Regions from separate parts of the Mus musculus genome. Here regions 2, 3, 4 and 5 are each linked to region 1. A link is a contact called in public HiChIP or PLAC-seq and promoter capture Hi-C data. All regions are on one chromosome and are shown on one strand. Each heading gives the region's core, a stretch centred on a gene start, on an enhancer-like site or on the middle of the called end of the contact. The rest is flanking DNA. Distances are from core to core; before and after follow the strand shown. Region 1 holds the start of Mettl23 (methyltransferase like 23). Region 2 holds the start of Trim65 (tripartite motif-containing 65). Region 3 holds the start of Fbf1 (Fas (TNFRSF6) binding factor 1). Region 4 holds the start of Srp68 (signal recognition particle 68). Region 5 holds the start of Exoc7 (exocyst complex component 7).

What was found. Promoter capture Hi-C pulls out the DNA fragments that hold promoters and counts their contacts. HiChIP or PLAC-seq counts read pairs in DNA pulled down with a chosen protein or histone mark.
Region 2: a contact with region 1 is called in a promoter capture Hi-C map of liver, with 3 times the contacts expected there. The contact joins the promoter of Trim65 here to the promoter of Mettl23 in region 1. A contact is called at or near these places in 8 of 39 promoter capture datasets (the HPC-7 cell line, embryonic stem cells, fetal liver and 3 more), 1 of 484 Hi-C or Micro-C datasets (CD4 T cells), 6 of 115 datasets of contacts at active chromatin or transcription factors (astrocytes, embryonic forebrain, large pre-B cells and 3 more) and 1 of 9 other capture datasets (liver).
Region 3: a promoter capture Hi-C map of liver shows a contact between it and region 1, with 2.7 times the contacts expected there. The contact joins the promoter of Fbf1 here to the promoter of Mettl23 in region 1. A contact is called at or near these places in 1 of 39 promoter capture datasets (liver) and 2 of 115 datasets of contacts at active chromatin or transcription factors (large pre-B cells and pro-B cells).
Region 4: a contact with region 1 is called in a promoter capture Hi-C map of liver, with 3 times the contacts expected there. The contact joins the promoter of Srp68 here to the promoter of Mettl23 in region 1. A contact is called at or near these places in 5 of 39 promoter capture datasets (embryonic stem cells, hippocampal neurons, liver and 1 more), 1 of 484 Hi-C or Micro-C datasets (B cells), 1 of 115 datasets of contacts at active chromatin or transcription factors (bone marrow-derived macrophages) and 1 of 9 other capture datasets (adipose tissue).
Region 5: an H3K4me3 HiChIP or PLAC-seq map of stem cell-derived neural progenitor cells shows a contact between it and region 1, with 2.3 times the contacts expected there. The contact joins the promoter of Exoc7 here to the promoter of Mettl23 in region 1. A contact is called at or near these places in 4 of 39 promoter capture datasets (cranial neural crest, erythroid cells, liver and 1 more), 1 of 15 datasets of contacts at CTCF or cohesin (large pre-B cells), 1 of 484 Hi-C or Micro-C datasets (erythroblasts) and 3 of 115 datasets of contacts at active chromatin or transcription factors (memory CD8 T cells, pancreatic cancer cells and stem cell-derived neural progenitor cells).

What each region holds. Positions count from the first base shown.
Region 1 is chr11:116,841,706-116,845,795 of GRCm38.p6, forward strand. It overlaps Mettl23 (methyltransferase like 23), which reads left to right and starts at 1,810. Exons shown (of 5, transcript NM_028865.3): 1 at 1,810-2,069. The coding sequence starts at 1,902. Jmjd6 (jumonji domain containing 6) reads right to left here and starts at 1,744. Exons shown (of 6, transcript NM_033398.3): 1 at 1,360-1,744; 2 at 627-1,015. The coding sequence starts at 1,488.
Region 2 is chr11:116,129,162-116,133,251 of GRCm38.p6, forward strand. It overlaps Trim65 (tripartite motif-containing 65), which reads right to left and starts at 1,967. Exons shown (of 6, transcript NM_178802.4): 1 at 1,425-1,967. The coding sequence starts at 1,844. Mrpl38 (mitochondrial ribosomal protein L38) reads right to left here. Exons shown (of 9, transcript NM_024177.3): 7 at 3,582-3,740; 8 at 3,259-3,395; 9 at 2,656-2,969. The coding sequence ends at 2,833.
Region 3 is chr11:116,165,883-116,169,972 of GRCm38.p6, forward strand. It overlaps Fbf1 (Fas (TNFRSF6) binding factor 1), which reads right to left and starts at 2,296. Exons shown (of 31, transcript NM_172571.3): 1 at 1,670-2,296; 2 at 1,251-1,346; 3 at 1-30.
Region 4 is chr11:116,272,451-116,276,540 of GRCm38.p6, forward strand. Srp68 (signal recognition particle 68) reads right to left here and starts at 1,767. Exons shown (of 16, transcript NM_146032.3): 1 at 1,476-1,767. The coding sequence starts at 1,656.
Region 5 is chr11:116,305,004-116,309,093 of GRCm38.p6, forward strand. Exoc7 (exocyst complex component 7) reads right to left here and starts at 1,731. Exons shown (of 20, transcript NM_016857.4): 1 at 1,611-1,731; 2 at 1,385-1,450; 3 at 1-45. The coding sequence starts at 1,670. It overlaps Gm26730 (a long non-coding RNA gene), which reads left to right and starts at 1,861. Exons shown (of 3, transcript XR_389166.1): 1 at 1,861-2,178; 2 at 2,669-3,222; 3 at 4,042-4,090.

The DNA of each region.
Region 1 (4,090 bases), core at 560-3,059:
AGCACTTAGAAGGCAGATCTCTGTGAGTTTAAGGTCAACCTGGTAACACAGTGAGTTACAAAGAGTCAGTATAAGAAACCACACTTGTAAAAATAGAAATAAAACTTCCTTGATAAAGCAATGGTTGCACTAAAATGACCTGGGGCTGGGCAGAGACGGCTCAGGTTAGAAGCACTCAATTCCTCAAAGCACCAAGGTTCAATTCTTAGCACCTCACATGATCCCAATGGCTCACAACTATCCATAATTGCAGCTCCTGAGGTTCTGACCTCAACCAACAGGCAGAGACTGGTAAAACATATACATGCATGAAGTTTTATTTAAAAAAAAAAAAATGCCCTGGAGGAATCCAGATGCCTCCCCACCCCCCCACCCCCATGGAATCCTTCTTCCGAAGTAGGACTATAAACAGGTCAATGTGTAGGGAAGACTTTCATTGCTTTTACAAGGTTAGACAGAGTTCTGCTAACAGGCTTGCGGATTTGTGTGTGTTTATCCAGAGACAGGGTTTCTTTGTGTAGCCCTTGCTGTCCTGGAACTCATTCTGTAGCCCAGGCTGGCCTTACAAAAATACCACTGCCTGTCACTGTCCATGGTTTTTGAAAACTTAACGTGAAATAATTTACCTGTAAGGGGGTCTGCGTTTCTCCCCCGCGTATTGGAAAAGATCATCTGTGAAAAACTTGGGCACCTTGTAGTCTTCCAAAAGTTTCCTTCTTTTGGGGTGTTCGCCATAGCTGCTATCGAAGATGTAAAGGGGACTGTCATCGCGGGTGCTCTCCATGTACTCGATGTAGTACTTCATCTTCATCTTAACCGAGTAGCCGTCATTATCCTCGCCGCACTTGAACTTCTGGTTCCGGTATTTCCTTTTGAGGCGCTCCAGAGTCCATTTCTCCTGTGCGGACCAGCCCTCTTGTGCATTGAGCAGAACCACGGGCTTGTAAGGCCTCTCGTAGCGCTCCACGAACTCTTTCACCGACAGCTGTAAGGCATCAGCTCTCTCCACGTTATCCTGCGGGAACAACAAAAGACCTGTCCCGTTAGGACACTGGAACAAGTCCAGTGGCGGATAAAGGTGTCCCACAGGGCCAATTAGCAAAGACACCCGTGAGCAATGGCACACACGAGCAAGGAACGAGCGAGCCTCTGCTCCTCCAGGGGGCCGGAGGGACGGAAGGAGGCCCACGTGCGTGCGGGCGAGCACGTCGCACCCGGAGCCACCCCTTCACGGGAGGGAGGGGCCCGAAGCTCCCACGACCGAGCGAGTTTTGACAGCCGGGCTGCGGGGCCCCATCGGGGGACCAGCGGCCCTCGGAAGGCGGGCAGCCGTCGTGTGGGGTCCCGCGCCCCGCTCACCGGCACGGCCGCGGGGTTCAGCGGGTAGCTCTCGTAGTAGTTGTGCCGGGTCCAGTCGAGCGAGTCCTTGAGCTCCGGCCGCGCACTTCGCTTGGCCTCGCGGATGCGCTTCTTGCTCTTGTGGTTCATCGTGAGCCGCTCGCCGTCCGGTTCCGCCCCGACCCCGACGCGGCTCGCGTTTCCTGCCACCAAACGCGCCCTCCCTCCCTGGCTGGCGCGGCCCCGAGACGCCCTTCGCTCCGGCCCGGCGCCTTTAAAGTCGCCTTCCAGAAGATTCACTCCTCAGCCGCCACCGGAGCTTTGGGTTGGGCGAACAGCGGCCTTCCTCCCCGCCCCACCGCCTCATGCGGTCCGCCATTGGCCTCAGCGACCTGCCAGACCCGCCTTCATGCACGCCAATTGGGCGCCATGTTGGGAAGGTCGCGTCGCCGACGCCCTGCCCCTCCCTGCTTTGGCCTACGCAACACTTCCGTCTGCGCGTCGCTTCCCTGCGGTCTCCTTCCGGCCGGGCCCGCTGCGGCCTCCGGCTTCCTGTGTTTGCCATGGACAGTGTCCGGCCCCGCGCTCCTTGGGCACCGCCTCCTGACCCGGCGTCCCTGGACTCCCCTACGTGCGAGCCCGGCCTCATGGCCGGGACCCAGCTCTTTCGGTTCCGGGAGGAGCCAGTTCCCGGAGGCAATCGGGCGGTGCTGGAGGTCCGCGTCCCGCAGGTGCGTGCGGCGGCACCCACGTGGGAGCCCCCTGTTTGGAGCGGGAGTGGGTTGTCCTTCAGTTCTCGGCTTCGTTCATTAGCACCAGGTCTGGTGTGAAGCCCGGTGAGGGGTTAAGTGCGCTCCAGTGACACATTTAGGGACAGTGCCAGGAAGTTCACTGAATTCCACCAGGAAAGTGGCTGTCTTGTCCTGTGATGCTAACTTTGTACTCTTTTGAAAGCATCTGTCAGTATATCTAACACGGCCTGCCCCCCTCCCCACCAAACCTCCGGGTACTCTTGATTGAACCTCTGCCTGTTAGGCAAGTGCTCCGCCACTGAGTGGTAGCCCTAACTCTCTGTTTTATTTCTGAGCTCAGGCAGGCTTTGAATTTGAACCCCCGTTTCCCGCTTCTTAGGGTTAGGAGTGTGCGCCACCATGCTGGCTTAAACAGTGCCGGGGCTCGAATCCAAGATCCATACACGATAGATGATAGTTGTGCTTTTGAGTTTATCCCAAACCCCGTAATCTTTGCTGTTTAAATTTTGGGACCAGGGATTCCTGTCTCCAACACCCCAATAAAATTTTATACATCGGCACTGGCTTGTTCCCTCCGAGCTCATAGCTACTCTAAAACTGACTAACTCTTCCCAGGTAGTCGGGTTTTACAAAGGATTTTCGTGTTGTAATGTAGGCAGCTGGACCATAGGTAGGTAGGTGTCCCTGGCAATAGTAAGGGGAGCAGAAGGTATAGCCTTCTGCTATACAATGCTGCCACCTGTAGCAGTCCTCGTTTGTTTGTTTTTTTTCCCAGACTTCTACACAAGTGAAGCAGAGATTTTGTTTTGAGACAGGGTCTCTCTATGTATCCCTGGTTATTGTGGAACACATTCTGTGAACCAGTCTGGACTCAGGGTTCACCGTGCCTCTGCCTTTGGAGTGTTGGGATTAAAGGTGTATTCCTCCGCCCTCCCAGCAGCCTCTAACATTAGAGAAGAGATTCTTGGCTGTGTACTACAGAGAAATATTTCAGGACAAATAAGCGTGAAGCAGAGTTGGAAGATACTAATAACCTGGATCTTTTTAAGTTTGGGCATTAATAGACAACTAGGAAAAGGACAAGAAGGCATGGGGTACAGACTTCATAAGTCAGAATACTGCACTTGAGTGTCTTAATAGCCATATGAATGATTTGGTAACATCTGGAGTTAAATTGTTTAAGGAATTTTTTTGTTTGTTTGTCTTGTTTTGTTTTTCGAGACAGGGTTTCTCTGTATAGTCCTGGCTGTCCTGGAACTCACTTTGTAGACCAGGCTGGCCTCGAACTCAGAAATCCACCTGCCTCTGCCTCTGCCTCCCGAGTGCTGGGATTAAAGGCGTGCGCCACCACGCCCGGCTGTTTCAGGAATTTCTAAGAAACTTGTTTTAGTAAATAAAACCATAGAACATTCTGGTTTGAAATATGTCAATATAAAGAACTCTGCTCCTCTGTAGACAAATGTCACGGTGAATTTTGTTAGTTGTACTAAAATTTGATCCTCACTTGGTGAGAGACTAGTCTTAGGGATGAGATCTTGACTTTCCCATGTCCTCCTTGTTTTTAGTTTGTCCTTTCTCAGCAGGTCAGTGTTACAGGGGAAAACACATAAGAGGCAGACCAAAACAACTTGTTTCTGTAGCTTCCAAATGTCTTCATGTCAAAAACTCTTGAATTTCCTTCCAAATTTAGGGAGTAAAGACACTCAATATGAGTAAAGAACCCCGGGGTTTTTATACACAAATCTGCATTTCTTCTAGAAACATCCTTCTCTGGGCCTTTATTGTACTCAAAGCCTAATCCATTGTGTTATAGACATATGTTAAGTCAGGGTCTCATGCTTAGGTACTGATATTTGTTTTTTGAGACTGGATTTCATTATGGAGTTCTGGCTGGCCTGCCCACTTGTGCCTTTCAAGTGTATTAAAGCCATGCACCACCATCCCCTGCTTTATTTTTTTATTTACAGATTAATTTTTTGCTGGAATTGATGGCCCATGCC
Region 2 (4,090 bases), core at 717-3,216, 710 kb before region 1:
TGTACCTTGAGACAGGGTCTCTTGTTTGCCACTGTGTGTGCCAGCCTCCCTGGCCCTTGAGCACTCTAGGTCTCACATCCTCTCTCCTCTCGAGCACAACTCTGTCCCCCGGAGCATGAGCCACCTGAGCCTCTGTGCTGAGAGCCTCTAACCTCCATACCCAGCTGGGTCTTTCCTACACTTGTCAGGGGCAGCAGTGCCTCAGCCTTACCCCTTGGGGCTTCAGAAGCTGCAGGGCTCACCCTTCAAGTCTCTGCCACTCACCCTTTGACCTCACCCTGGCCCTGTCACCAGCACCAAAATGCCCCAAGCATGTATCCTTAACCCAGCTTTCCTTCCCTCGTTGGTTTCAGCCTGCCTGTGCTAGTCTTCCACAGCCACTCAGCTCCCTCCCTTCCCATCCCTGTCCCTGTCCCTGTCCCCGTCCAGTCACTCCTCCACTCCCTGTCCACGGCCTCTCGGTCCATGCACTACAGTCCTGGTCCTCTCGCTCCATCTCCTCCGTCTCATCCCTGGTAATCTCAGCCTCACTTCTTGGCTGTGATGGCCATGGGCAAGGACATAGGCCACCATGGTACCAATTCCGTGGTCACTTTTGCCTTTAACTAAAACCTCTCAGCAGCCTGGGGCACCTGGAGAACTCTCCCTCCTGTAACTGCTTGTGCCCTGGCCGCCATCTCTACAGCTTTGTCAGGATGTAATCCCCTGCCCAACAAATTTCCACTCCTTCTAGGGATACCATAGCGACTTCTTTCACTTCACTGTCCGCATCTCTTCCCAGCTCTCAGTAGATGTCTGTGCCCCCACCCCTGTCTGTGTACCCCACACACTGCATATCCCAAACCAGCTACTCTCTACCCAACCTCAGCACACAGCAGCCCGGTCTCCCGAAGAAACCCTTGTCCTGCGTCTTACTCTCTCCACTGGGCACCGGGCTCCCACTCACTTCTCATTTCTTTTGTTTTGCAGCTGAGACCTCCTTCCTCTTACCCCTCATCTCTTACCCCCTCCACACCCCAGCTGGGGCTCAGACTCCAGAAAGCAGAAATCTGATGACATCATCACCCTGTCTCAGCTTGGAAAGGCACTGCACATCCCTAGAGGAAGAGTCACGACCACCATGCAGACTGGCCCTGCTGACTCTACATTCACGTTTTGCTGAGACTCTATCTGACCCTTGAGTAGATCCTTCAGTCTCTGAAGGGCAGAAATCACACTTACTGAATGCTGGCCACCTTAGCGAATGGGGCTGCCAGCCCTGACCTAACACTCTGGCTCTACTTTATTCAGAGGACCTGGGGAGAGCTGCGTGCAGCAGTCAGGTGCACGTGCCCTCTGGGTTCATATGGGAACCCGCAGATCCTGCTGCAGCCCCTGGCCCTGGCCACAAGCAGTTTCGGCCCTCGGAGAGGCCCTTCCCGCACCTCGCGCACGCGGCGCTCCACGTCCAGCAGCGCCCGCTCGTGGTGGCTGCAGTCGTGCACCGTGCACGCGCTGCACACGCAGAGGCCCTCCGTGCGACAGAAGAACTCGAGCGGCCTCCCGTGGCGCAGGCAGCGAGCGCTGTGGCTTGTGGCGGAGTCCCGGCGCGGAGTCACGGCGGGCGGCGCCGGCAGAACGGGCAGCGCCTGCAGCAAGGTGCTCATCTTCACGTTGCGGGACAGCTTGGCGCCCTCGGGGAAGGGCTGGCGACATTCCGGACACGACTTTTCGCAGGAACGCCATGAATCCTGGATGCAGTTCCCGCAGAAGCTGTGCCCGCAGGGCAGCGTCACCGGGTCCCGGTAGCGACCTAAGCAGATGGAGCAAGTCACCACGTCCTCCTCCAGCAACTGAGCGGCCATGGCGGAAGCGAGGCCCAGTGCTCAGATCTCTTAAAGGGGCCGAGGCTACCAGTGCGAGCACTACGTTGGGGAAGACAGTCCAGGAAGTCGCGGCAGTGCGCAGCCTGGTGCACTAGAACGTTCCTTGGCAGGGATCCAAGTCACCCTTGCTTGCCCGCCTTCTGACGCACTGGGAGCTGGGGCGCGGCTCCCTCCGGTCCACCCTGACTATTTGTGTTCCTTCCCTAGACTCTTTTTTGGGGGGGAGGAGTGGGTGGGAGGGTTTCGAGACAGGGTTTCTCTGTGTAGCCCTGGCTGTCCTGGAACTCACTTTGTAGACCAGGCTGGCCTCGAACTCAGAAATCCGTCTGTCTCTGCCTCCTGAGTGCTGGGATTAAAGGCCCAGGGCATGGTGTCTGTTCACAGCAGTAAAACCCTAAGACAGGCTACTGTCATCTCCTCTACAGCTGAGCAGAGCAGATGGGAGTTCCAGGGTCCCCAAAGGCAGTATGAATCAGAGATCACTCCTAATGGAGTAGGCAGAACTGATTTGTTTCTAGGCCTCTAGCCTCACAGTGGGGGCTCCAGGCCTTGGTGGGGGCTGAAATATGCTAAGGTAACAAGCAATCTGTTGCTAGGTCTGACAGGGGCAGGACTTTCTCCTCGAGGAGGTTCTGATCCCGGGGCTGTCTTTCACAAAGATCACAGGCTGGGCAAAGGTTCACTTTTCATGTGTACCCCCAGCTACCGGGCTGCTGGGCACCTTCTGCTCACCCACAGAGCACTAAAGCTTCACTAAAAGGGTCTGGGTGCCCGAAAGTGAAGACATATTGGCATCAGGAAAAAAGTATTTTATTCACATAGAATCGAGGCACATCCACAAGCCCCTGGGTGTCCTGGGAGAGGCCAGCATGGGACTGTCTCAGTTGGCTTCAGATGGCTCTCTCCGGAGGTGTGACCTTCCAGCTGCTGCGACAGTTCCCCCTCGGAGATGAATGTACTGAGTCTCTCAGTAGATTCCATAGGTGGGCTCATGACTGTCCCTGTATCGGTCCAGATAGCGTAGGGGCTGCTCGTGGGGGAAGCGCTTCTGTTTGGGGTGGTAAGGGGGTGGCCGTACAAATTCAAACACAGGTTCCCGCATGTCTGCAAGAAAAGTAAGGGGAGAGTGGTGGACTTCTGCTGACCTGGGCCTCCTTCCTTGCCTGTGAGGCTGGAGTTCTGCCAGGGACTTTTTTGGGTTTTTCGAGACAGGGTTTCTCTGTGTATCCCTGGCTGTCCTGGAACTCAGAAATCCGCCTGCCTCTGCCTCCCGAGTGCTGGGATTAAAGGCATGCGCCACCACCGCCCGGCTCACCCTGGCTTTCAAAGGCCATCTCCTGGCATGGCAGGAAAGGTCTTTATCCCCAGGCCTGCCTGACCACTAAGCCCTTACCTAGAAGCTGGTGGAAGGTGTGGGTGACAGAGTCATCCCAGCGGCACTGGAAAAAAGCCAGACCGGCTGGAGTCATGGCTTCCTGGTGTCTCTTGTAGAAATCAAAAGTGCGGAAGGTCCTCTGGGCCAGCTGGTAGCTATGAGGAGATGGGCAGCATGTGAGGGGAGGGAGCAGGCAGGCAATCCTGGGAAACCCCTGGAGTGCACCCAGCACGCGGGACTGCTGCCAAGCGCAAGACCTACACCAAGAGCAGGAAAGAGCAAGAGCCACCATCCCAGAGAGCTGGCTTGAGGCTCAGGGGACAAACAGGGGTGTCGCTTACCAGGGTGAGGGACGGGTGTCCTCTGAGAAGTTGATTGGCTTGTCCTGCTTGAAGAGCAAGAAGGCAAAGCGGTGGAAGCCAGAGCCTCGAGCAGGGAAAGGAGGGAGGTAGGGACATGTCTCCTGTCCTTCAGCCACTCTGTTGCTTGGGATGTTGGTTCTGGTAGGAGGAAAATACCCATTAGTTGCCATGCCAACAAGGTGGCAGGGGAACCCCAATGTTGCGCCCCAGAAGCAGTCACTCCCAGGGCCAGACCCTGAACACTCCTGCATTCGATGACCACAAGCCGACCTCAGGGACATGCTGCAAACAGATTATGGGGCAGTTGTAGTTCAGAAACCTGAGAGGGGTGGGAAATGGCTTGGTGGCTAAGAGAACTGACGACTTTTCAGGGGACTCAAGGTTCCATTGCCAGCACAACCTGCAGGTGGTGCTCACAACCACCTGCAATTCCCAGGGCACAGGCATGCAGGTGGTGCACATGTAAAACGCTTAAACACATGAAATAT
Region 3 (4,090 bases), core at 1,046-3,545, 680 kb before region 1:
GTGTATTCTTGCCCAGCAAGCTCATCTTCCCTAATAGAGAAAATAAAAGAAACTGCTTAAAAGATGGAAGCTGGAGCGATGGCCGGCTTAGGAGCCAAGAGCCCAAACTGGTTTTGCAGAGGACCTGAGTTGGGTTTCCAGCACTGTGTTGGGTAGATCACAAGCCCCCCAGCACCCCAGGTCCAGGGGGATCCAAGCCTCTAGCACCCATGGGCATCTGCACCCACATGCACACACACATTCATAGAATTAAAAACAAAATCTGGACACAGCATAATGCTGAAATACCAGGACTTGGGAAGAGGTTAAAAAAAAATCCCGAATCTCAAGGCTATCCTCAGCTACATAGCAAATTCAGGGCCAACCTGGGCTACGCAAGTCTCAAAAATAAATAAATACACATAAATAAAAGGTAGAATTCAGCATTTCCCAGTGCTTGGCTCCAAGGCTCTTAAGAATCCTTCACTTAAGAGATCAAAACCCAGCAGGGTAGCAGTGGTTCATGCCTTTAATCATAGCACGCAGGAGGTAGAGGCAGGCAGATCTCAGAGCGTGAAGCCAGCCTGGTTTACAGCGCAAGTTCCAGGACAGCCAGGAATTGGTCAAACCTATTTCTATAATCCCAGAATTCCTGAATTGAATGCCATTCAGTGAGTAAAGGTGCTATTGCCAGCAGGCCTGCCTATCTGAGTTGGATAGCCCAGGACACGCATTATGGAGGTAGAGAATTGACTCCTGCAAGTCTTCCTTTTACCTCCATGTGCGTGTGTGCTCCACTACGCCAGATGAGTAAGTAAAGTTCAAAAAGAATTCCTGAGGTGGGTATGATCATACACACTTAGCGGCAACCCTAGAACTTGGCAGGAAAATCACAAGTTCTAGGCCAACCTGAGGTATGTAATAGAAAAAGCAGTCTGGAGGTGGTAGCACTTAGGAGGCAGAGGCAAGTGGATTTCTGGGTTTGAGGCCAGCCTGGTCTACAGAGTGACTGCTAGGACAGCCAGAGCTACACCGAAAAACCCTGACAAACAAATCAAAAGAGACAGAGATGAGTATTTGAGCTGGACTGGATCCCCAGTACCCATAGGGGCTTACAAACTGTCACTCCCATCGGGGACAGATGAATGGATCGATGTGTTTTTTGATTGCCCAGACATGCATGTGGTGCACAGACAGACACACAGACAAAACACCCATACGCATAAAATTAAAATTTTAAAAAGAAGAAAAAGTTAGGCAGTGCTTCATACCTGCAATCCCAGCACTTGGGAGGCTGAAGCAGGATTGCTGAGTTAGGGGCCAGCTTGAATGATATATATAGTGAATTCTTGGGCTAGGGTAAGCTCCTGCCGCAAGAAACAGATTGGGGGAGGGGTGGGAGGGAGAGAGAATACATGAGGATTCCTTATTCACTTATCGGCCTTTCCTTGGCTTGGAGAGTATTTTAAAAGTAGACCATATCCTTTACCCTGGAAGTGGTGACAAGTGGAGCCATTTGGAAAGAGAAACCACATCCGGACTCAAATCCCTTGCCAGGAAACTCTCTATAGGCTGCATCTAGCACAAAGCCTGACAGTGAGTTCACATATGATAAACATTTCATACAGGGAACAGAATTTCTCAGCATTTCCTACCTCCTCTTTGTCTCTTACACTTCACCCAAACCCACCTTCACGTGCCTAGGAAGAAAGGCAGCTGGGGCGCTCATCTGTCTTCTCGGTGTGCCTAGTCTCTTATTAAAATGCAAAGTGTATCTGGGGTTGTGGACACAGGGGAATGCTTGTGTTTCTCCTGTGCAATGGCAACTTTAGCGATCTACAAGTCCAAACGCGTTTTCGCTCATATCACATCAAAGAATTTCTGCTATCTCCTATGCATTCCGTCGCAGCTTCCCAGACAGGGCCGGGGGTACATTTTCTAGGGGCAGCTTGTAATGGCCAAAGTGTTCCAGAATATTGTCACGTCTTCACATATTCAACCAACTCCATGAAGGCATTTTAAAATCCGCGAGCCCGCCCCTCAGCCACAGCGGGTCCCGGAGTGTAGCGCCAGGCCAGGCATTGTGCCTCTCAATGTTCCATCCCCCGCGCGCCCATCCCGTCTGAATCCAGACACAGCCGAGCTTCTCCCTAGTCCCTAGGGGCCCTGTTAAGAGCTGTCCTTTCAGAAACAAGGCCACGGAAACCAAGCCCAACCAGATCCCAGGGTTCCGACTCCACTCAGTGCGCTCCGTTCGGCCAGGCCTACCACCTCTCCGCCGGCGACAGTCCCACCTCGCAGCCTCTGGCCTCAAATAGACGGTGGCGTGGAGGATTCTAGGAACTGTAGTCCGTCGCCCGTTCACTAGCGGGCCGAACCACAGGACTTGACCGGAAGGACTACATCTCCCAGCGTGCCCCGCAGCGGGGGCAAGGCGTCTGTTGGATGCTCCGCGAGTTGCTAGGAGCTGTCTCAACGTCACTCCCGTGAAGCGCGGGGAAAGCATCTCCCGACTAGGTGCAAGGGAGTTCCTCAAGTTCGGAGGGCTAATTGGTGACCATGATCTTCTTCTTGATCAATCATAAGGTCAAAGCTGCTCTGTCAGAAGACCCAAAACTATCAACAAAGGCACACAGTGGACATGCCACGCCCAGAATCATAGCGTTTGAAACCTAGGCTAGACCTAGATTGTCAATTTCCTAGGTCAAAACTGGCTGTTGAGACCAGCTACATAATAGTGTCTCGGAATTAACACAACACACTTTCTTAGGTGCAATCCAAAGAAGGAGTAAATAAATCTCTAGCCAGAGGCAAGGTGGTGCTCTGCCAACACAGATGCTCCAACTCTCTACAAATTTAATTTTAAAAAATTGTTTTATATGTGCTGATGTTTAGATCGAGTCCACCCTCCATTGTACTATTGTACCTGCTCCAAATCTTCCCATAGCTGTTTCCTCCCCAACTTCATGTGTTCTTATAGAAAAGAACTTAGTGCCTTGAACCCAAGACTACCAGCCCAGGGATGGCACCACTCACCATGGGCTAGGCCCTCCCCCATTGATCACTAATTGAGAAAATGCTTTACAGCTGGATCTCATGAAGGCAATTACTCATCTGATGCTTTTTCCTCTCTGATGACTCTAGGGTGTGTCAGGTTATACACAAAATCAGCTAATACACCTGTCTTACAAGGAAAGAGAGGAGAAGGAAGAAGGAAGAGGAGGAAGAAGAGAAGGAAGAGGAGGAGGAAGAGAAGAAGGAAGAAGAGGAGGAGAAGGAAGAGGAGGAGGAGGACAAGGAGGGGGAGGAGGAGGGAGAGGAGGGGGAGGAAGAAGAGGAGGAGGAAGAGGAGGGGGAGAAAGGAGGAGGAGGAGGGGAAGGAAGAGGAGGAGGAGGAGAGGGGAGGAAGAGGAGGAAGAGGAGGAAGGGGGAGGAAGAGGAGGAGGAGGAGGTGGAAGAGGAGGGGAGGGAGAATCTTGTATACAGTTTGTAGGAGGGAAATGGAACAGACTCAGGAGAAAGCAACCATACCACGGATGATGTCGGCCGGAAGCTAATCAAGCAGTGCTGCCTAAAAGGGACACAGGTTCTCTCAGGGACACCACATAAAAGGGACACAGGTTCTCTCAGGGACATAACATAAGAGGGACACAGGTTCTCTCAGGGATATCACATAAAAGGGACACAGGTTCTCTCAGGGACATCACATAAGAGGGACACAGGTTCTCTCAGGGACACCACATAAAAGGGACACAGGTTCTCTCAGGGACATCACATAAAAGGGACACAGGTTCTCTCAGGGACATCACATAAGAGGGACACAGGTTCTCTCAGGGACACCACAGACCAAGCACAGGAGTGTCTTGGGAATGATAACTCACACTCTTTTTTTTTTTTTTTTTTTTTTAAAGATTTATTTATTATTATATGTAAGTACACTGTAGCTGTCTTCAGACACTCCAGAAGAGGGAGTCAGATCTTGTTACGGATGGTTGTGAGCCACCATGTGGTTGCTGGGATTTGAACTCTGGACCTTTGGAAGAGCAGTCGGGTGCTCTTACCCACTGAGCCATCTCACCAGCCCCAACTCACACTCTTTAGGAAGAAAAAG
Region 4 (4,090 bases), core at 517-3,016, 570 kb before region 1:
TAAGAACAATAATACCAGAGCAAAAAGCAAAGTACGAATCCACGAGAATTTACATACACACACACACACACACACACACAAAGTGCATGTTTTATTTCAGAAATTCCTCTAAACCACCTCCATTTGGTATGCATCTCAAAAAGCCACAAGGGACTCCAACAATAGTATATGCCTATTATCTCAGCATCAGAGGGGACGGCGGGCGATGAGAAGCAGCTCAGGGCCAAATTGGGCTACACAGCCAAACTCTGTCTCAGAAACCAACAAACCAGCTGGAGAGGGCTCAGTGGTTAACAGCACTTCCTGCTCTTCTGGAGGAATCCAGGTCGGCTCCCAGCACCCACGTGGAGGAACTAAACATCTGTAAGTCTAATTCCTGGAGATCCATATGTTCTTCAGGCCTTTGTGGGCACCAGGCACACATGTGATACACAAACATGCAGGCAAACACACACATAAAATAAGATAAAGCAACATTTAAAAGTATTTAAAATAACACGTTAAAAAAAAAAAGCCACATGCTATTAGAACCACACAAATGATATATAAGCTAATACAAACCAGAAAATGTTTCCTGAGGGTTGGGAAGACTGCTCAGCTGGTAAAGGACTTGCTGTTAGCAAGCATGAGGTCATGTTGGGATCTCCCCAGAACCCACGTAAAAAGGCCATACTGTTGTTTGCACACGTAATCCCACAGCTGGGATGGCAAGAGACAGAAAGATCCCTGGAGCCCACTGGCCATACAGTCTATTCCAAGTAGTGAGCTGCACTTTTGGAGGGAGACCCAGTCTCAAAGGTAGAGAATTAGGAAGACGTTGACCTGTGACCTGCAGACACAGCACCAGCGCTTACACCTACACCCATACCCATGCGGACTTGGACACTCAAAAAAAAAAAAAAAAAAGTAACTCCTACAGTTCTTCGAGAAGAGTCCAACAAGATAAAATGCCTTACAGACCTACTTTTGAAAAAACAAAAAACTATACACATGATATTAACAAACTAAAGTAACTACTATTCAAAACAGGTAAGCAGCAGCTTTCCTGGAGAGCACTCTCCCTCCATTTTCAAAGCATCTCGCTGTTTTATGACCCAGGGTTCGACAGCTGTCCGACAACAGCTCCACGCTGAAATGTCAAGGCTGCAGTTTCCCCTCCACAGTCCGGTGGCTCAAGGTACCGACCAGGAGCTCTGTGGGGTGGGCAGGGTGTCAACCCCGGCTCAGCCCTCCAACTGGACATCTGAGGGGCACAGAGGGAACCCTGCCTACCATCTCTATACCCCTTGCAAAAACAAGCTCCGGAAAGCCAGGACGAGAGGCAAACCATGCACACGGGAATGCCGAAAGTGAAGGGCAGGAGGCAGCGGCGCACCTCGGCTCCGCAGCCCGGTGCTGGCCCCCGCCGCCTCGCCCGCCCCCAGCCCTCCGAGCGACACGTAGTCATTGCGAGTTAGGCCACCGCTCGAGGATACTCTCCAAACTCAGGCTGTCCCCGAACTCTTTGTTTGCCTTCGATCCGGCTGAAGGGCGTTCGTTTTCTTTATTCTCGTCTCCTCCGGCACTGCGTCCGCCACCGCTCCCTCCGCCGCCGCCGCCGCTGCCGCTTCCACCACCACCACTACCACCACCCGGGATCTGCTTCTCAGCAGCCATCTTGCCCCTGAGCCGCAAAGCACGATGGAACGGAGCAGGCGAGACGACCAGCGGCGAGAGAGAGCGGCACTTTCCAGGCTGGGCCGATGGTACACTGACGGACTCCGCCGCAGACCGCGGATGTCTTGGGCCTCTGTGGTGTGTTGGTGTGCGCCTGCGCCTCCTGGGTTGAATTCGTGGCTGTTGCTGGGTCTCCGCATTTCTAAGGATTAGCCTCGCTTCAAATCTACCAAGGATAGGAGGACCCGAGAAAGATGCCCACCTCATGCATCCTTGCACCCAGAGAATGGTAGTGTACGCCTTTAATCCCAATACCGAGGAGGCTGAGGCTGGAGGATTGCCTCGAGTTGAGGTCAGTCTGGGTTGCACAGTTAGACCTTATTTAAAACACACACACACACAGACACACACACACACACACACACGAAGAGGCCTCGGTCAGAAGGCAGTGTCCCCAATAGGAGCTTGAGACCCGTGGCCTCCTCTAGATCATGTGACCATCCAAGTATGACTTTTATTAATCTTTGCGGGCGAGTACACCAGGAGTCTCAGTCTTGTGCCAATCACGGCAGGTGAAAAGAAGCTGGCCGCGTAACTCAGTCTACCCTTTTGTGTTACTAAAGGAGGTTGCAAAAAAATGTATGACTCCAACCCTTCCCCCCATCGGAGTTCAGAGATCAGCTAGTGTGGAGTACTAGTTCTCCAGCAAAAATATCAAGGAAGACTGGGCCTGGGCAGATGGCTCAGTGGTTAAGAACACTGGTTGCTCTATCAAGATGATCTGGGTTTAATTTTTAGCACGAGAATGGTGGCTCAAAACCATCTAGAATTCCAGTCCCAGGGATCCAACCCTCTTCTGGCTTCGTAGTCTACAAAACACATGTACACAGACATACGTGTAGACAGAATGTTCATATACATAAAACAAAATAAAAATAAAGGTTAAGGCTTTTGAAAACAAAAAATTAGACAAACTGCTTTCAGAAGGTGGGAGGCAAAAACTAACCTCAAAAAGTGGTCCTCCGAATTACACTCACATACTGAGCTGTGAAGCATGGGCCTGCACACACACACACCTAAACAATAAGCCATGGAGATGGCCCAGCAGGAAAAAGAACTTGCTATATAAACTTTTTAAAAAAGATTTTTATTTATTTATTATTATATCTAAGTACACTGTAGCTGTCTTCACACACAGATCTCATAACAAATGGTTGTGAGCTACCCTGTGGTTGCTGGGACTTGAACTCAGGACCTTTGGAAGAGCAGTCAGTGCTCTTAACCACTGAGCCATCTCTCCAGCCCCCACCTCTTTTTTTTTCAAAGATTATACTAAAGGTGGTTTATTGGGAAGCTGCTCTCTGACTGAGTTCACAGACCCCAAGAACTGAGGCCAAGTCAGTTGCCATGAGGAAAGGGGGAGGGGAGAGGAACGGAGGCCTGCAATCCCAGGGTGCAGCTAAAAATACAAATAAATGGTGTCTTAGAGTTTCTGCTGATGTGATAAAACATGGTGGTTTGAATAGGTCTGGCCTCCATAGACTCATGTGTTTGAATGTTTGGCCCATGAGGAGAGGCACTATTAGGTGTGGGCTTTAAGGTCTCTTTGCTCAATCACACCCAGTGTGGAATTAGAGCCTCCTCCTAGCTGCCTGTGGAAGACAGTCCCCTTGTCCCTTCTTGGCTTCTCCAGCCCCATGTCAGACTGTGTGCTGCCATGCTTCCCACCATGATGATAATGGACTAAACCTCTGAACCTGTAAGCTATTCCTCACTAAATGTTGTCCTTTATAAGAGTCACCTTGGCCACGGTGTCTCTTCACAACAATGGAAACCTAAGGCAAACATCATGATCAAGAGCAGATTTGAGAAGAAAGGGTTTATTTCATCTTAACTGCTCTCAGGTAACAAATAATCCACCTCTGAGAGAAGTCAGGACAGGAGCTCAGGGCAGAACCTGGAGGCAGGAACTGAAGCAGAAGCCACTGAGGAACACTACCTACTGGCTTGCTCCCTCAGCCGGGCGATGGTGGCATACACCTTTAATCTCAACCCTTGGGAGGCAGAGGCAGGTGGGTCTCTGAGTTCGAGGCCAGCCTGGTGTACAGAGTGAGTTCCAGGACAGCCAGGGCTACACAGAGAAACCCTGTCTCGAAAAAACAAAAAAACAAAACAACAACAAAAAAAGAGTTCCTTTTAAAATATGTCAAATTGACAAAATCATACATAATATATATATGAGAAGCAAGTTGGGCGGTGGTGGGCATAGCTTCAATCCCAACCCTCAGAAGGCAGAGGCAAGGGCTGGTGAGATGGCTCAGTGGGTAAGAGCACCTGACTGCTCTTCCGAAGGTTCAGAGTTCAAATCCCAGCAACCACATGGTGGCTCACAACCATCTGTAATGAGATCTGACTCCCTCTTCTGGAGTGTGTG
Region 5 (4,090 bases), core at 481-2,980, 540 kb before region 1:
CTCCAGCTTCATGAGTCGGCTCTCAAAGGACGACAGGATGGACACCTGTGGGGGGGAACTCCTCTGGCTCATGGCTCCCAGGGCTGTCCTGGAAATACTCACAGACATTTCTTGTCTTTTCTTGGTTTTCTAGACGATACACTGCTACCCATAGGAAGGAACATAGTCGACTTGTTTGCTACAACTGCACTCCTAGTCTGGTACACGGCTCACCATAAACTGGTTGAAAGTTCATCTGACGGCAAGAGGAACATTAAGCGAATTCTTCCTTCAAGGAGCTGGAGAGATGACTCTGCTCTTGCAGAGGACTGGTACTGAGTTCTCAGCACGCACATCTGCCAGCTTACAACTGACTGCCTGTAACTCCAATTCCACAGGATATGACAGCCTCTTCTGACCTCTGCAGGCACTGCTCATTTGTGGGACACATACACACATGCAAACACTCATGCACATAAAATAAATTTGCTTATTTGCAAAAAGAGATAATCAGGCTGGAGAGCCAGCTCAGCAGTTAAGAACACTGGCTGCTCTTCGGAAGTCCTGAGTTCAATTCCCAGCACCACATAGCGGCTCAACCACAACCATCTATAATGAGATCTAGTGCCCTCTTCTGGCATATGGCCATACATACAACCAGAACACTATACATAATAAATTTTTTTTTTCAATCACCTCAGGATAGATTCCTTTCTACCCTTGAAAGTCAAATCTCAATTTCTGTTCTCTCTGAAGTTTTCCTAGACTGAACAGAAAGTAGCTTCCTCCAAAATAGTTGCAAATATATTACTGTTACCTCAAACAAACAGCCAACCTCTTTCCCTAAGGGCAAATCTCATTCAACAAGTATTTTATTACTGTGTAAATACAAATGCAAGCACTTTTAAAGCATCTTACTGTATACCAGACACTGGGAAGCATGCATAGACTTCCTCCACGGACACACTGGGAGGCTGACATTGTCTGCTTTACCAGGTAAATTAACCATAACTCAAGGCCTACCACCAGGAACCACATAGTAAGCTGTAGGACATTGGGTAGATCTAAGACGCATTAACTCTCTGAGATGGTTTTGCTTCCAAAGCCCCTGTGACTTCGCTGCCTCGCCTCGCTTGAATTTGACAATGACACGGGGCCAGTACCAGGCCATGTACAGGATATCACGAAATGTTTGCAGAAGGACAGACAGTAACAGGTATAGGGCAGCGGTTTCCTCGGTGATGGGGTGGAAACTGGGGTGCAGAGATACCCATCGCTGCAAGATATGCCCACTGTTTACTACCCACGCTGGAGTCCCTGGACAGGCGCAGGACACGTCCATCACACGCCCCTCCTCTGGGGCTCAGGAGCCTGGCGGCAGCCTCCCAGCTGAAAGGCTACTCACCATGTTCCTAGTGAGCTGGTCGCTCTTCTCCAGGCTGTCTCGGATAAACGACAGCGTCTCCTCCTCCTGCGAGGGGCAGAGAGGAGGACATCACCACAAGCCGATGGTGAAAGGCGACCACCAGCACCCAGCACCCAGCACCACGGCCTACGCCTAACCCTATCTCCCCTTCCACCCCGGTTCGATGCCCCTGAGCGCCTTTCCTTCACTTTCTCCCCAGCGTCACCTGCTTCAGTTTGTCCTCGATCTCCCGCCGCCGGGCGGAAGCCTCCTGCGGGGGAATCATAGCAGCGGACAGCGCTGTCCCCACTCCCCGCTGTTTTAGCTCCAAACCCTGCTCGGCTTCCGTCCCTGTCACGCCCACTTCCTCCCTCGGCCCCGCCCCCGGACGCTTTCGGGGGCGCCATGTTGGGAGTGGCAGGCGGAAGTGTGTTCCTGCCGGAGCTCGCGAGCGGGCTGCGGGTCGACGCCATCTTGAATGTGGCTGGAAGAGCCGCTCACCTGAGGCATACGTGGGTCTTTCCTCGTAGCCAGAGGCTGGTTTGCTCGCTCCTTTGAAAGACAGCCCCTTGCTGGGAGACTGAAGCAGGAGGCCATTCACGAGTTCGAAGCCAGTTTGGATCACATAGTAAATTCCAGGCTAGCCTAGGCTACAGAGTCAGACTTGGTCTCCAAACCAAAAATCAAGCAAACCAACATTATACCTGAATTTTTTTTAGATCGTTTTGGCTGCTCTGGAATAGGTTATGTAGACCAGGCTGACTTCTGCCTACCGTGGGCTGGATTAAAGAAAGGTGTGCTCTGCCAAACCCAGCTCACCCAAGAAAAAGCAGGGCGGTGGCGGAAGGCAGGAGGTGGAGGCTGGCACGGAGTGGTATATAGGGTTTACAGTTCTCTCCCTCCCATGTGTAGGACCCAGAGGGATTGAATTCGGGTGCCAGGTTTTGTGGCAAATGCCTTAACCTGCTGAGCTATTTCACCAGCTCATGATTTATTTGTGGATTTTAACATGGTGTATAGATAGATGTTTCGCCCATGGGTATGTATGTCTGTGCCGTCACTTGCATGCCAGGTGCCCTGGAAGACCAGAAGGTTATCTGATCCCTCTGGAGCTGACATTACAGTAGTGAGCTGTCTGTCATGTGGGTTCTGGGAACCCTAACCCTAACTCAGGCTTCCTGGAAGAGTAAGAAAGAGCTCTTAACTGCTGAGCCATCTTTCCAGTTAGCTAAACCCTAATTTAGGATAAAAGCGCTGACTGAGGAGACAAATTTGTTTTTGCAGATCATATCTTAACGGTTCAAGTCTGGAGACTGGATTCCACACAGAGTGGCTTACAATGGATACTTCAGAACTTGTGGGATCCCACGTGGGTTTAATAACAGAGACACAGAGACATCTGTATAGTATAAGGCTGTTTGCCTGTTTGCTGGGGCAGTCCCTCAGCTAACCCTCCAGACTCAACGCGACTTCCCTGCTACGAGTCCCTGGCGTTCTCTCTGCTCAACCTCCCTGTCCTGCTCAGTTCTGCTTCTGTCTCTCTCTCCTCCTGCCCCGACTCCAACAGTCAACTCTAGTCCTCAAAGGCCACACGCCTTACTCATCCAATCTGAGCCAATCAGCAACGGACAACGCCTAGTCTGAGCCAATCAGCAGCAGGACAACACCTAGTCTGAGCCAATCAGCAGCAGGACAACGCCCGGTCCATATTTCTGTGTTGTCTTTTGGCTTTGGCAGCTTTTGACCTTCACCAGGCAGCTTTCTTTTTAACAGGCTAATCTCAGAGAAACACCTTTGTGGCAGGCAAGGAAGGACAAACACTTACATATAGAAAGCAGGTAATATCGGGCTTGGGAGCTGGCTCAGTGGTTAAGAGCACCAACTGCTCGTCTGAAGATCCTGAGTTCAAATCCCAGGAACTACATGGTGGCTCACAACCATCCCTAACAAGATCTGACTCCCTCTTCTGGTGACAGTTACAGTGTACTCACATATAATAAATAAATCAATCTTTAAAAAAAAGGCAGGTAATAGGCCATAGAAATGACAGTAATTAAATATCCTGCCAGCATAGCAATTAACAACTGAAAATGCAGGGCACAATTACATAGGCATTTGATGCAATATGTGTGGGTTTAATCATCCCAACTTCTTCCCCTTTTAGCCCAAGAATGGCTCTATCTCTAACATCAGTAAACTATATACTAATTGTGAGAACTGTCGGGGTAAGAGTTATATTCACAATGTCTAGTCCATTTGTCCTGTCTCAGTGAGTTCAAAGTTCTGTAGAGGGTTTGTGTCAAGTGGATAAGGGAAAGAAATCTGAAGCACATATACCTTAAATCGTTTTCTTTTTTTAAAAAGTTTTATCTATTATGTATACAATGTTCTGCCCGGCCAGAAGAGAGCACCAGACCTCATTATAAATGGTTATGAGCAACCATGTGGTTGCTGGGAATTGAACTCAGGACCTCTGGAAGATCGGCTAGTGCTCTTACCCACTGAGCCATCTCTTCAGCTCCCTTAAATCCTTTTCTTATCACCATTTAAGCTTTTCCATCCTCTGTTTGCATTTACTGACCTTTTAACACCTTCTTAGACCCTCCAACCTTCATAACTTGCATTTACTCACCTTAAAACATCTTCTTACCCCATAGGAGGAACAACAATATGAACCAACCAATACCCCCAGAGCTCCCAGGGACT